Regions from separate parts of the Mus musculus genome. Here region 2 is linked to region 1. Evidence: chromatin contacts called from public promoter capture Hi-C data. All regions are on one chromosome and are shown on one strand. The core of a region is the stretch at or near the end of the contact, and the rest is flanking DNA. Distances in the headings are between cores, read along the strand shown. Region 1 holds the start of Clcf1 (cardiotrophin-like cytokine factor 1). Region 2 holds the start of Stip1 (stress-induced phosphoprotein 1).

Region 1 (6,607 bases), core at 1,142-3,641:
TTGGCACTGTAGAGTTGGGGGGTGGCCCTCACTGGGTGATGGGAGAGGGCAGAGAGGCAAGTCCAGACATGGGGCTAAGGGAGAATTTGACTTTCTTAGAATATGGGGTCACTACATTAAGAATCAGAAGGCAAAGAGGGTGCCCCAGGAGCCATGTGTAAAGCTGTTTGTCTGCTCGCAACCTGGGCTGAATCTACTGGGAACAGCTGCCCAGTTTCTGCAGGCCAATGCCTCTGAGACACAGCTGGGTGGAGCAGGTCAGCACTCCCCTCTCCAGCCTCATTGAGAGGCCATTCCTCCTCATTGCTGTCTTTCCCCTTCTGTTGCTACACTCTCCTCATTCTATTGTCTCCCTGTGTCTCCTCTCTCTTTTCCCAGGTCCCTTCTCCTTTCTTTTCTCTCCCCTTCAGCCCTCCTTACTTCTCTCTTCATCCAGGCGGTTCCCCCTGACTCAGCAAGGTGCTTTATAAGGTGCTGAGGGGCTCAGCCAAATCCAAACCACATTGTCTGCAAAGCCTTTCTTTCCACCAGGGGTGAGCTGTGGAGCTGCACAGCCCAAGCCGGGCTTCCAAGCTGCTCCCCTTCCCTTCCTTGCTCCCTTCAGAAGGGGTGGTAGATGCTAGGGGGACCTCCTGGTCCACTCTGGGTCACTTACTTGTGGGCATCTGCCTTCTTGACCTTGGCAAGCGCACCAAGAGATGGTTAGGCTCACTGGCCAAGAATGCCATTGAAACTCCAGAGCCCTGGCTGGTGGGGGGTGGGGAGGTGGGGGAGGGAGGTCTAAGCACTTTTCACAGGGCCCCTCCAAGGCACTTTTCATCAGAGCAGCTACTGATGCTCTAGACTTCCCTGCCCCCACCCAGACCAGCTCTCCATTCTCAGCTTTTTCTTCTTGTTCAGAAAAGGGGGGGGGGGGTGAGGGAGAAAGAAAGGAAGGGAAAGAGGGGAAAAAAATAGAAAGAAACACCCCAACAACAAAGTCTGTCCCACTCCAGTGAGGTAATTGAAAACAAATTTTTTCCCAACCCCCCCACCCCCCCACCCCAGTTCTCCAGTGCAGAACAGGGAAGTGCCGCCCTGGGAAACTAGCACTGGCCATGACTGATGCCCACGCTGACCCACAGGCTGGAGGGGCTGTGTTGGACTGGCAGAGTGCCCTCCTTTCCCAGGGGTCCCAGCAGAAGTGGGGGGGGGGGTGAATACCTCATGCCATTCCAGAGACAGGCATCACCTTCCACGGCTGGCTGCCACCGCTATCTACCCCTGGTGAGACTACAGAGAAACAACACAGCAACTTATCAGATGACTTAATTGGTGGAATGCTTCTACAAGCACCCAAGACTTGGGGACCAAATGACTGTCCCCCAAGAAAAATCACAGAATGGGGCTGCCTCCAAGCCCCAGATGACAGCTGTTTCCTCTGCACTAGCTCTCATGCTCCCTCGCTCTCCCTGGCAGCCCTCTGGAGAGGGAGGAAGGAGGAGGAAAGGAGACCCTCCTGGGAGGGTCTAGGCTTATGGGTCCCCTAGGTCTCCCACTCAGAAAGTCCCAACCCAGGCCTGAGGGGAAGGAGGGAGAATGCTCTTAGCCAAACCACCCCTACCTCACCACCGGAAAAACCAACAACCCAAACCCCCAAAGGGAAGAGGATGCCAAATGTCTCGATGGGGAAGCTTTTCACTAACGGGATGCTGGGTCTATCCATGGCCTTGAATCTTCGAGTTCCCGCTGAGTCACCCGTGAAGCCTCTGGTGTTGAAACTGGTCCGGTGCCTTGTGCTGATTAATGAATTACAAATCCCCCACCCATGTGCACTCTCCCTGGTCACCGGGAAGAATGAAAACCCTTGTGAACTTGACTGAGAAGCTGGGCCCTGGTGCCCTCTCCCCTCCTCAGGGGGCATTGTGAGCTGGTTAGTCACCTGCCCCAGCCCCTGGCGCCACACTTAGCTCTAGCTTTTGGAAGTGGGACAAGTGGCGGGACAATAGGCAAGGGGGGCGGTCAGCCCAGACAAAGGGCAGCAGGAAAAACACCATCACTTGCTTGGAGGCCAGCTTGCTGGCATTTGAGAGAATGTGTCATTGCATTTACTCAAGTGGGAGGGGGAGGGAAGGTTAGAATGAAGAGGCAGAGGTAGAGTGGGTACAGGGACCCTCAACCCGGCAATGAGCAGAGGGAAGAAGGCCAGCATGCCTTGGCCGACACCAAGGAAGAAGCCCACACCAAGGCCAGCTCCCTTTCCAAGCTCTCAGGAGTTTGCCGAGGGACGATGCCCTCCCTGCCCCCTCCCCCAGGAGGCCTAGGGTGGTACCGTCGCAGCCTTGCCTCACCTCACCACCCCCCCCCTCAGTGTTGTGGGAGGGAGAGGAGCCCCAGAAGCCCTCCCTTCCCTCCTCCCCCCTCTTCCCCCCACCCGGGGAGGGCTGCTACAATTTGTGGTTACAGCTTTACACGTCAGAAAAAAAAAAGTTTGCAGAATGTCCCACACCGAAAAAAAAATGCGAAACCGAGAGAAAAAAACCTGCGAGTGGGCCTGGCGGATGGGATTATTAAAGCTTCGCCGGAGCCGCGGCTCGCCCTCCCACTCCGCCAGCCTCTGGGAGAGGAGCCGCGCCCGGCCGGCCCGGCCCCCAGCCCCATGGACCTCCGAGCAGGTAGGAGCCAGGCGTCCGAGGCCGAGGCCTCCGCCCCCGCCCAGCACCAGTGAGATCCGGTTCCCGTCCTCCTCCCCACCCTCGGAGCCCCAAGCCCGGGCCGGGCCGGGGAGCAGAGCTCGGGCTGGGGAGGTACGGCCGGGCGCCCTCGAGAGGGGCCGGGTGGGGACGCGGCATTCCTGGAGTCCGCTTGGCGGAGCCAGGAGGTGGCTGAGAACGCGGCGGGGAGCCTGGACAACCCTCAGACCTGGACGGGCGGCCACCTGGAGCCGCGGCGAGGCGGGGTCCCAGGGAACCCGCGGACACAGAGCCCCGCGCCAGAATCGGGGCGAGCGAGTCCGAGGCGGGCAGCGAGGGTGTGGGGGGGGGGCCGCGGCGCAAGGGAGGAGGGGGCCAGGAGAGGAAGAGGGAGGGAGAGAGGCAGAGGGGGAGCCCGCGGCCGAGCAGCGGGAAGCGAGGGGGAGGCCGACACCTCGGGCCGCGCTGAACTCCTTCCTCGGCCCGCGGGGAGGGCAGGAGGGCGCGCGAGAGGAGGGCGGAGGGCAGAGCAAACCTAGCTGGGCCGGGCCGGGCCGGGCCGGGCCGCCACGGGACTCCGGTTACTACGCTGCGCGCGGCGTGGCCGGAGCCCTCCATGCTGCCCACCGCCTGGGAGCCAGAGGCAGGTAGGCGCGGCGGGGTGGCCGGGGCCCCGAGCCCGCGGTGGCCTGGGAGTGATTACTGCAGGAGGGTGTTGTGGGGGAGACGCAGCCTGGCCGGACCCAGCAGGAAAAAGTCCGTCAGCGGCCGGGAGCGCCGAGACTGCCGGCAGCCCCTCGAGCGGCTGCCTGGCTAGGCGGCCCGTGGCAGGAGGGCGGGCCAGGCAGGGAGTGGACGCGCCGGAGCGGGCAGCGGCTCAGCCGAGCCCCGAAGCCCAACGCCCGGACCCCGCCTCCGCCCCCGCCGCCGCCGGGAAGGGAGCGAACGGGGGGGCGGGGCCGGGGGCGCCGGGGCCACACAAGGGGAAGGCGCCATCGCCGCCGGGAGGGGTCCGAGATCGAGAGGTCACGGTCGAGAAGGTAGGGCCAGCGAACTGCCAACTTCCACCGCCCCAGTTCTTGGAGCTGATCCCCTCAAGCAAAGTCCGCGTAGCTTCTTCAAAGTCCCCACACCCATGTTCTCACCTACCTTTCTATTACACTGGGGTGCAGAAGGCTTTCCTCTAGGAGACCCCCAATCTCCGTGTTCTCCAGAGCCTAGGAGCAGGAAGAACCTGCCAAAAGAAAGGAGGGCAGACAGGAGGATGGATGTATATGGCAGCGGCAGACCGAATCTTAGAGAGAGACTAGAGGTGGGGAACATCATTCACACCTCTCTCTCACTTTCTTCTTCTTCTTCTTCTTCTTCTTCTTCTTCTTCTTCTTCTTCTTCTTCTTCTTCTTCTTCTTCTTCTTCTTCTTCCTCTCTTTCTTCTTTCTCTCTGTCTGTCTGTCTGTCTCTCTCTCTGAATCTGAGCAGGGAAATCTCTGGCTTTCATTGTCCCTGACAGGCATCTGTCTCAGTCCAGTCAGTACACACCACCATCCCGTTCGCCCCCCTCACCACCAGCCGAAAGTTCTGACTTCTCTTAACAGTCAAGGTGCACCCTTATAGCTCTAGTGTCCGGTAGCCACACTTCAAGGAAGAGGAACAACTAGAAATGGAAGCTGGTGTCCCTGGGCAACCTCAGAACTGTCTGCTGACTGGAGTAATGGGCTCCCGGCTGCACACCCAAGTGTCCAGTTCACACTTCTGCAAGCCAGCCCTACACACTAGCTACTGATTCCTGACACTTCACATTCCTCCCCATAATCCCACCTGCCTGTTCACACCCTGGCTCCTGCACTCTCTGCAGCCCCTCCCACACCCTCCTGTACATCCTTGACCACAACAGCCTTTCCAGTTCACCCGCACACTCGCTCTGGGCTATTTCCTTCGCTTCTTTTCCGGCGGCCTCAGAGGGCTGCTGACCAGAAAGCAGTGGCTTTCCTCTCATCTCCCTGAGAAACCCAGGGCCCTCTTGTGGCATAGTGGAGCAGCTTTTCCCTCAGCCTAAGCGCAGCTCCCGGACTCACTTCACAAGGAAAGACTTGCCTTGCCTGCTGCTTCTTTCCCCTGACACCGGTCCGTCCATCTTTTGGACTAGAAAGGAAGAGAAGGGGGGAAACAGGACTGTTTGAAAGGACACCAAGATGGAGCCCCATAGGATTCATCTGGGAGGAACCTTAGCACAGTGCAGTCTCCTATGGGAGCCACTGCTACCAGGTGGGTTCATGGTAGAGCTCGGTCTCCTGGCTTCCAGGCCCTACCTTCATTCCTCACCAGCCATGGGGAAGGGACCTGAGACTGCAGAAGTGAGGGTGGAAAGACTAGGTTTCCGTGGGCCTACATGGATCTCACCACTTTTAAACTACTCCCTTCAGTTCCCCTCAGTGTACTCCAAAGTCACCCAGATGCTAGTTCTGATATGGACTGAAGGTACGACCTTTCCTTCTGGCTCCATATTTAGCCTAGACTGTATAACTTCTGGGCCCAACATTAGGATTTACAGCTGTTAGCCCCTGGACCCAGATGAAGTCTACCCCATCTACCCTGGACATCTGCGCTGCTGAGCCCCCCACCCTTACTGAGGGTGGTCAGCCTGTGGGATGGGCCAGGAGCTGAGGGGAGGCTGCTGCCTGCCTATGTAGCATGTGGGGGTGGCCTTTGGACTTGCCACGGATAAGGCAGTGTGTGTGTGTTCATGAGGGGGGCCTGGTTTCCCAGGGCCCAGGGATCTGGATAGAATTAGGGGCTGGCCCTGGCAGGGGCCAGGATAGGGAGTGTAGGGGTGCTGCAGCAGGAAACGTGAGCTGCACTCATTAGCTCCTCACGTGCTCAGCCGGATTTATAAACACAAGGAGAGGGGATGTAAACAATCAGTGGGCAGCAGCCAGGGGGGGTGGTGCGGGGGACCAGGGCTGGGGGAGGGGGCCTGGGATGCAGCCTTATGGTGGGGTCCACCTGCATACATCATGAGCTAGAGAGAAAAACCGAGCTGGGGGTCTACCAAACCTACCCCTGGGCATGGTGAGTCCCCGGCTCAGTGCTCATACTGAGGTCAGGTGTTCTCTGTCCAGGCCTTCCAGCTTGGCTGCCTGAGATATGGGCACATATTGTCCAAGACCAGAGCTGTCATAGGACTATACTTCAACTCCCCTTTCACCTCTACTGGTCTCCACTTTGATTTCTACGACTGACTACCATGCTTCTTTCTGCTTCTCTTTAGAACTGGCCAGTAGGCTCCCCTTCTGTTCTCCTGTGTCCCCCCCCCCCCCAGCTTGCAGTGACATAGTTACCTCAGAACTGAAATATTCCTGGAAACACCGGACTCGTCTGGTTAATTTCATGAGCTGTTTTTCTGCCCAGATGACTTAGCTTTTGTTTATCCAAAGGCTTTTTCTCCCCTGTTGTCCCAGTGTAAGGAGCTATTCTCCCCAGAGATGTCCCACAGGGCCCAGAAAGGGAGGGAGAAACAAGTTTCACGCTAGGTTCCTGACTATATCTCCTGCTATGGGGCAGACAGAGCCTATCCAGGGTTCTGGATGACAAGGCTGCCTCCAGCAGGTCAAACAAAAAGGCCAGCCAAGCCTCCAGTTTCTGCTTTGGCAATGCCACTAATTTCCAGCAAAGCCATACTCCATCCTAAAAGCTGTCTTGAGGCTGGAAGAGCCACTGCTCCCTACATGATCCCCCCAGGGTCCTACAAGGGGCTTAGCCAGATGCTCAGGGGTGGGCACAGAGGAAGAGGACTTGGACATATGTGGAGATACAATGATCAAGGAATAGAGAGTAAAAGCAGAGGCAGGTAAGCACTAGGGAGACAACCGAGGGAGGAACACAGGCTGCAGATGGGATGGAGAGAGAGAAGTGGAGCCTGTCTGTCCAGGAAGCAG
Region 2 (7,403 bases), core at 1,336-3,835, 2.8 Mb after region 1:
ATGTTATTGGGATGGGCATGTAGCTCACTTGATAGCCCAAGCACCAGGTTGGACCCCAGCACCAAGCACAGTGGCATATACCTATTATTTCAGGATTTATGAGGTGGAAGAAGGAGATTGCTGTAGTGAAATTATTACAGCACCTATTATGGAATGATCATCTACTCATGATTCAGAAGACTGACATAGAATGTACTTCTTGCAAATGCGTTTAGAATCCCAAGGTACACCAATTAGAAACTTTCACAGAACAGAGGTCCCAATGCACATGTAAGCTGGCTTTTCTCTGCAATCTCAACACTTAGGAAGAGGCAGCGGACCCTATTCTCAGCAAAGGAGGATGACATGCAGGAGAGATAAAGGAACAGACAGGAAACTGCCAATATGACATTCCTTTACAGGAAGGTCAAGGGAGAAAAAGAGTACACAGTACACAAATATTCATCTTTGAGCTGGGCAGTGGTGGCAGAGGCAGGTAGAGTTCTGAGTTCAAGGCCAGTGTGGCCTACAGAGTTATTTCCAGGATAGCCAGGGCTACACAGAGAAACCCTGTCTTGAAAACAAACAAACAAACAAAAAAAAACCCCTCGTCTTTGTTTGCAGTTAGGATCTCTTTATGTAGCTATAGCTGACCTGTAACTCCACTATATAGACAAAGCTGTCTATCTGTCTGCCTCTGCCTTCCAAGTGTTGGGATTGAAGATCTGTGCCACCACACCGGGCATTAGAAATAATGTTTTGGGATTTTTTAAGACAGGGTCTCACTATACAACTCTGGTGGTCCACTTACTTACTCAGAGATCAGCCTGCCTCTGCCTCATTGAGTGCACCATCATGCCTAGCAAAATTAAATCTTAAAATATAAACTATGTGTCACTGTAGGAGTTACCTGGAATTCTACTCTTCAAATGTACAATTTTCCAGACAGGGTTTCTCTGTATAACCCTAGCTGTCCTGGAACTCTCTGTAGACCAGGCTCTCCTCAAACTCAGAAATCCACCTGCCTCTGCCTCCCAAGTGCTGGGATTAAAGGCTTACTTATGCCACCACCACCTGGCTCAAATGTACAATTTCCAATATTCAAACGCATTTGTGTATATGCTAGTGCATGGGGCAGACATTGGAAGTCAGGGTCTTCCTCCAACACTCTCCACCTTACTCTGAGACAGAATCTCAATGAATCTGGAGCTCACAGACAGGCCTGAGATGCTCGGGTCTCCCCTCCCCTCACCGATTTAGTGGGTAAAGGCAATCGGAACCCAGGCCTTCATCCTTAGACATCAAACGCTGAACCAACTGAGCCATCTCTAAGCCCAACGCTCAAATTTGTCATCTTACTGTAAGTTTGCAGTCCACAGGAACACTTGCACACTTGTATAATGGCTGGCAGGATTTTTCCCCACTGAGGAGGGTGGGGAGGATGGACGGGGTAGACCATAGCTCTAAATTCAGGCCCTGTGTTTGATCCCTAGTGCCACACAATGAATGAATGAATGATAATGAAAAACAACCTCTTTTTGTTGTAACAGAGCAAGGTGTTACTCATACCAAAAAAGCGTCTCTCTTGTCCGTACTGCAGTTACAGTTTAATTACTCCAAGGGTACAGAAAGTTGATTAACCTCTCCATTTAGTCTTATTAACAAGGTGAGAGGCCCCACGGTCCCTCACAGTGACTATTCCAGAACAAAAGGTTTTACTTTATACATCACAGTAAAAGTAGTAGTAAGCTGTGCTCTTTTTGTATGTGTGTGTTTGGATGAATCACAACGGTTCAATGACAGCTTCCAAGGTAACAAAACCTCTCCAGGCCTCAGATGCAGGCCACTGTAGCCTGAGCTAAATCACCAAGGTAAGGACGGCAGGTTTCCCTCTGTGCCCCAGATCAGATGCTGAGCGGTAGAGACAGGGACTTCTAGCTCCTCACTATCGGCTCACAACTGTCTAAAACCACTAAATCCTGTGTAATCGGGAACGGAATTTCCAAGGGTCGGATACTCAGTCACCCCACAGTCACTACGAAAAGTGGGGGGAGGGGCGACATATGTATGCCTCAGGGAGCCCTGGTGACACTGTCCGCGCCCGCCTTCTCTGCAGTCGCGCGGGTCCTTTTCCCGGGCGCACACAGATGCCGTGTACCCCGAAGGCTGCTGGGGTGATCGGTCACCGGATCCCTCCAAGTTCGCAGCGGCCGACAGGGGCCTCTCCGCGCTGAGGAGGCCCGGCCCCCAGAAGCTTCGGGGCCCGGCCGCGGCCAGGCCTGTTCCCGCTCCACTCGGCGGGTCGCGGGGGCGACGGGCGCTCGCCATTCTCCCCTCACACGCCCGACCGCGGCTCTCACGCCCGCGCCTCGGCCGCCCGACCCGGCCCCCCAACCACTCGCTTCTCCCCGCCAACAGGCCTGCGCTGCCCCGGGGCCCCGGCCGCCCCTCCCCCTTCACCTGCTCCATAGCCTGGCCCGGAACCCCGTTGAATCGAATTCGTCCGCTCCGCGTTCCCAACCGCACGCGCCGCCTTCTGGAACCTACTAGAAGCTGCCGGGACCCCCAGGTTACCGCCCCTTCCTCGCCTGCTCACTGGTTGAACACGTCCAGGAGGCTCTGCTCGCCCCTTTTATAGGCTTAAAGTTCAGTCAATCATCGTGACTTCTCTTTCATTGGTTTTTTACGGGTCTTCTCTTCAGCCCTGCCTCCTCTGCACCTCCGGATTGGACACTCCGCGGCAAGTCCCGCCTATTTCAGGGCTAGGCTAACTGAGGGAGGAGCGGGTCTTGACGACACGGATTGGTTGGTTAGTCCGTCAATTGTAGCTGGCCTGGCCGCACCCATTGGTCCTGTTCTTTCTGGAAATTTCCACAACTCTCATTGGGCTGAAGGACTCCTAGACGGAACCGCCTTTCAGAGGAAACATTCAATTGGGTGGATGGGTGGGGAAAAAAAAAAATTTGGCCATTCCTGGCGCTGATTGGTTTATGCCGCTGCCCTGTAAGGGGGTGCTCGGCTGGCTGGTGGTTCGTGGGGAGTCGAGCATCTGGCCCGGTGTCGCCTAGGCTTTAACTACAGCGTTACAAGCTGTTTTCCCTGAGTCTGAGACTGTTGGCCCGCGCTTCCTCGCATCCTGACTATTAGGCCCGGAATGTACCCAAAATATTGCGGGCTATGACGGGCCTGCGTTGAATGTTCCCAAAATGCTGCGGGCCACGACAGGCCTCCGCTTTTCCGGCAGTGTCCTGGCGGACCGGCTGCTTGGCCCTTACTCTCTGAACTCAGCTGCAAGCTTTGGTCACCATGGCCTGCCAGCAGAAATGCTACTTGGGTTGCAGGCTTAGCGTGTAGCTTATGGAACGACAGAGACTGATGATCAGGGGTCTGGACAGGATTTGTATAAGGAACGTGGGCTGTGCGGTGCCATGTCTGTGCCAGTAGCACCAATGCATACCCTCTCCATCCGGTTACCCCTTATCTGTTCACTTATGCCTACCTAGTTCTTTCTCCTGCCTCACTTAAGATCGGAGGAAATGAGCGGTGGTGGCATACAGCACGCAGGAAGCAGAGGCAGGTGTATCTCTTAAGCTAGCCTGATCTACATAGTGAGGTCCAGGACAGCCAGAGCTATCCATACCAGAACTATATAGTGAGACCCTGTCTCAAGAGAGAGGGAGAGGGAAGAGGCAGAGTGCTGAAATTACAGGTGTGAGCCAAATGTGGCAAGAGTACTTTTTGGGTGACTGGAGATAGAAACAAAGGTCTTGTCTGTGCTACACAAGCCCTCTACCCATGAGCCTCCAACCTTCTGTTTGACAAAAAGAAAATACAAAGGTTAGGTTTTTTGGTTGTTTTTTTTTTTTTTTTTTTTTTTTAATTACAAAAGGCATGTATACAAAGTGCATGATTAAGCCAGGCATGATGGAGTGGACCTTTAATCCCGCACTGGGATGGGGGCTGGGGGTTAGGTAGATCTGTGTGAGTTGGAGGCCAGCCTGGACTACAAAATGAGTTCCACGACAGCCAGGGTTCTGTTACACTGAGAAACCCAGCCTGGAAAAAAACAAAGACACCACCACCAACAAAAAAAGTGCATGACTGCAATCCCAAATTTTGGGAGTTGGAAAAGGGAGGGAGATCAGAATTCAAGGCCAGCCTGAGCAAATGAAGAAAAAAAAATGGAAGGAAGGGGAAGGGAAGGGCTTGAGATGGCTTGAAAATGTGGTAAAGGGTGTTTATTCCCCAACCAAGCAAGCCAGGCAACCTGAGTTTGAGTCCTTGAACACACACAACAGAGATATATCACCACTTCAAGGCCGACAATGCTTCCCCCCCCCCGCCCCCCCCCCCGACATGTTTTTTCTGTGTAGCCCTGGCTGTCCTGGAGCTCACTCTGTAGACCAGGCTGGCCTTGACTCAGAAATCCGCCTGCCTCTGCCTCCCAAATGCTGGGATTAAAGGCATGCACTACCACGCGCCCGGCTTCGGCTTTTTTTTTTTTTGGTTTGACAATGCATTTTTTTTTTAAACCTTAAAAATAATGACAAGGGCCGGGCATGTAGGTGCACGCCTTTAATCCCAGTACTTGGGAGGCAGAGGCAAGTGGATTTCTGAGTCAAGGCCAGCCTGGTCTACAGAGTGAGCTCCAGGACAGCCAGGACTACACAGAGAAACCATGTCTTGAAAAAACAAATAAAAATAAAATAAAAACTTAATAAAAGCTGTGTTTCCCAGTTATTTTTCTATTGCTCTAAAGAGGCACCATGATCAAAGCAACTTACAAAAGAGTTTATTGACGTTTTCAGTTCCAGGGAGTAAGTCTAAGACTGCTATGGTGGGTAGCATGGGAGCAGGCAGGCAGTCCTGGTACTGGAGCAATAGCTAAGAGATATACACAGAGAAACCCTGTCTCAAAAAAAAAAAAAAAAAAAAAAAAAAAACAGAGAGAGATGACAGAGACCTGGGATAGGGGTAGCTTCCAGGAGCTATGGGGATGACTTTAGCTGAGACTCCTAACAATGAGAAGCCGGGTGTGGTGGCGCACGCCTTTAATCCCAGCACTCGGGAGGCAGAGGCAGGTGGATTTCTGAGTTCGAGGCCAGCCTGGTCTACAAAGTGAGTTCCAGGACATCCAGGGCTCTACAGAGAAACCCTGTCTCGAAAAAATCAAAAAAACAAACAAACTAAAAATGAGAAGATATGGAACTTGAGGTCACCTCCTGTAGCCAGGCAGTACCCCTAGTGGAGGTGATAAGGAGACCAACCCCCCCCCAAAAAAAAAAAAAACCTATTTACAAGATGCCCCGGGACACAGATGGAGCAGAGACTGAGGGAATGGCCAATGACTGGCACAAGTTGAGCCCATCCCACAGGCAAGCACTAATCCCTGACACTATTAACGATACTCTGTTATGCTTACAGACAGCCTAGCATAGCTGTCCTCTGAGAGGCTCTACCTAGCAGCTCACTGAAACAGACGCAGAGACTTTCGGAGCTTGGAGAGTCTTAAGGAAGAGTTGGGGGAAGGATTGAAGGCCCAAAAATAAGAGTTTAACAAGAAGAGGGATCAGCACTCGGGAGACAGAGGCAGGCGGATTTCTGAGTTCGAGGCCAGCCTGGTCTACAGAGTGAGTTCCAGGACAGCCAGGGCTATACAGAGAATCCCTGTCTCAAAAAAACAAAAACCAAAACCAAAAAAAAAAAAAAGCCAAGAAGAGGGAGACCAACATAGTTAACTAACCTGGACCACTGGGACCTCTTAGAAATTGGACCACCAGCCAAAGAACATACACTAGATCTAGGTCCTCCACACATATGTAACAGATGTGCAGTGCAGTCTTCATCTGGGTTCCAAACAGCTGGAGTGGGGGCTGTCCCTAAAGCTACTGCCTGTTTGCGGATCCTGTTCCCCTAACCGTTGGGCTGCCTTGTCTGGCCTCAGAGAGAGAAGATGCGCCTAGCCCTACAAAGACTTGATGTGCCAAGGTGGGAGGACACCCAGGGGACCTCCACCCTCCCAGAGGAGAAGGGAAGGGAAGGGACTGTGTGAAGAGGGCACGGTGTGTGTGTGTGTCGATCAGGATATGAAGTGAATACATGAATTAAATAACTAACGGGTGGAAGAGCTTCCATCTGATTCACAAGGCAGGGAGAGATCTCACTGCGGATGGTGTGTGCTTTTGAAATGTCAAAGCAGACCCTCAGTCATCAACATTCTCCTGCCTCCCAGCCCTTCCCAATCAGAAGACAGACCACACTCGATGGAGGCACACTCGGTAATTCTAGTGCTGGCAGTCTGGGAGGATATCTGGGGCTTGCTAGCCAGCCAGTTTAGCAGACTCAATTAATAAGCTTTAGGTTCAATGTGAGTCTCTATCTCTGTCTCTCTCTCAAAGATTTATTTATTATATTTAAGTACATTTTAGCTGTCTTTAGACACACCAGAAGAGGGGATGGGATCCCATTACAGATGGTTGAGACACCATGTGGTTGCTGGGATTTGAACTCAGGACCTTTGGAAGAGCAGTCAGTGCTCTTAACCTCTGAGCCATCTCTCCAGCCTGAGACCCTGTCTTAAAAAATAAAAGTGCTGGGCTCAGTGATAAAAGTGATCAATGGAAGGAAGGCGTCTTCAATTATTCTCTGCCTTTCTTTTAAGCTGACCACCACATATGTGCTCACACATGAAAACACATGCATGTGTGCTCACACATGCAAACACATGCATGCAAAGGCACATACTCAATTAAAAAGTCAAGGTGTGGGACTTTAGATGGAGACTGCTTGGACATTCTGAAACTTAAGCTTCCAGTGTCACAGCAAAGTCACACTGAACACTGAGAAATGTGAGCTCCTAATAGGCCCCATACCTCTGACATGAGCTAAGAGTTGTGCTAGCGAAGCCAACGTCCCCTTCTATCCTCTCAGGTCCCTTGAATACAACAGAGTCACTACAGAGGCATCTGGCCCTGTGCATGCCCTGTGTGACTCAGGCCTGTGTTCCAAAATGCTGCTGTTCAGGGTAAGGGGAGGAAAGCAGAGGCCTTGTCTGGACTCAGCTTGAGAGCACAATTCCTGCAGAGCAAACAACCAACTTCACAGCCTCCTTTTAATGGCAATGCTGTGTGAGGGGAACAGTGCTTGCCGGTCAGGATTCTGGGAGATCTTCCATTGCTGGAGAGAGGAGCTGAGGTAACTTTGGTTTCCTTCTCCCACTGAGGGCAAGGTTCTCCTGAGGGCTCATCGAGGCCACTAACCTCAGTGGTTCTGACTCCCAGGTCTCCTGCACAGCGGCTGAGTCCTGATGAGTTGGGAAAGTTAGAGAACTAGAGGGGCAGCTCTCTTCAGTTCCTGTGGATCTGCACAGAGCGCCAGGCCCTCCCTGTGCCTGATGCTGGAAGGACCAGAACAATGGTAATTAC

What was found. Promoter capture Hi-C pulls out the DNA fragments that hold promoters and counts their contacts.
Region 2: a contact with region 1 is called in a promoter capture Hi-C map of liver, with 4 times the contacts expected there. A contact is called at or near these places in 2 of 39 promoter capture datasets (both in liver).

The regions. Positions count from the first base shown.
Region 1 is chr19:4,211,847-4,218,453 of GRCm38.p6, forward strand. It overlaps Clcf1 (cardiotrophin-like cytokine factor 1), which reads left to right and starts at 2,392. Exons shown (of 3, transcript NM_019952.5): 1 at 2,392-2,654. The coding sequence starts at 2,639. Gm45928 (predicted gene, 45928) reads left to right here and starts at 2,579. Exons shown (of 4, transcript NR_132309.2): 1 at 2,579-2,654. It overlaps LOC102631992 (a long non-coding RNA gene), which reads right to left. Exons shown (of 4, transcript XR_003952884.1): 3 at 1,204-3,906.
Region 2 is chr19:7,037,441-7,044,843 of GRCm38.p6, forward strand. It overlaps Stip1 (stress-induced phosphoprotein 1), which reads right to left and starts at 2,586. Exons shown (of 14, transcript NM_016737.2): 1 at 2,440-2,586. The coding sequence starts at 2,448.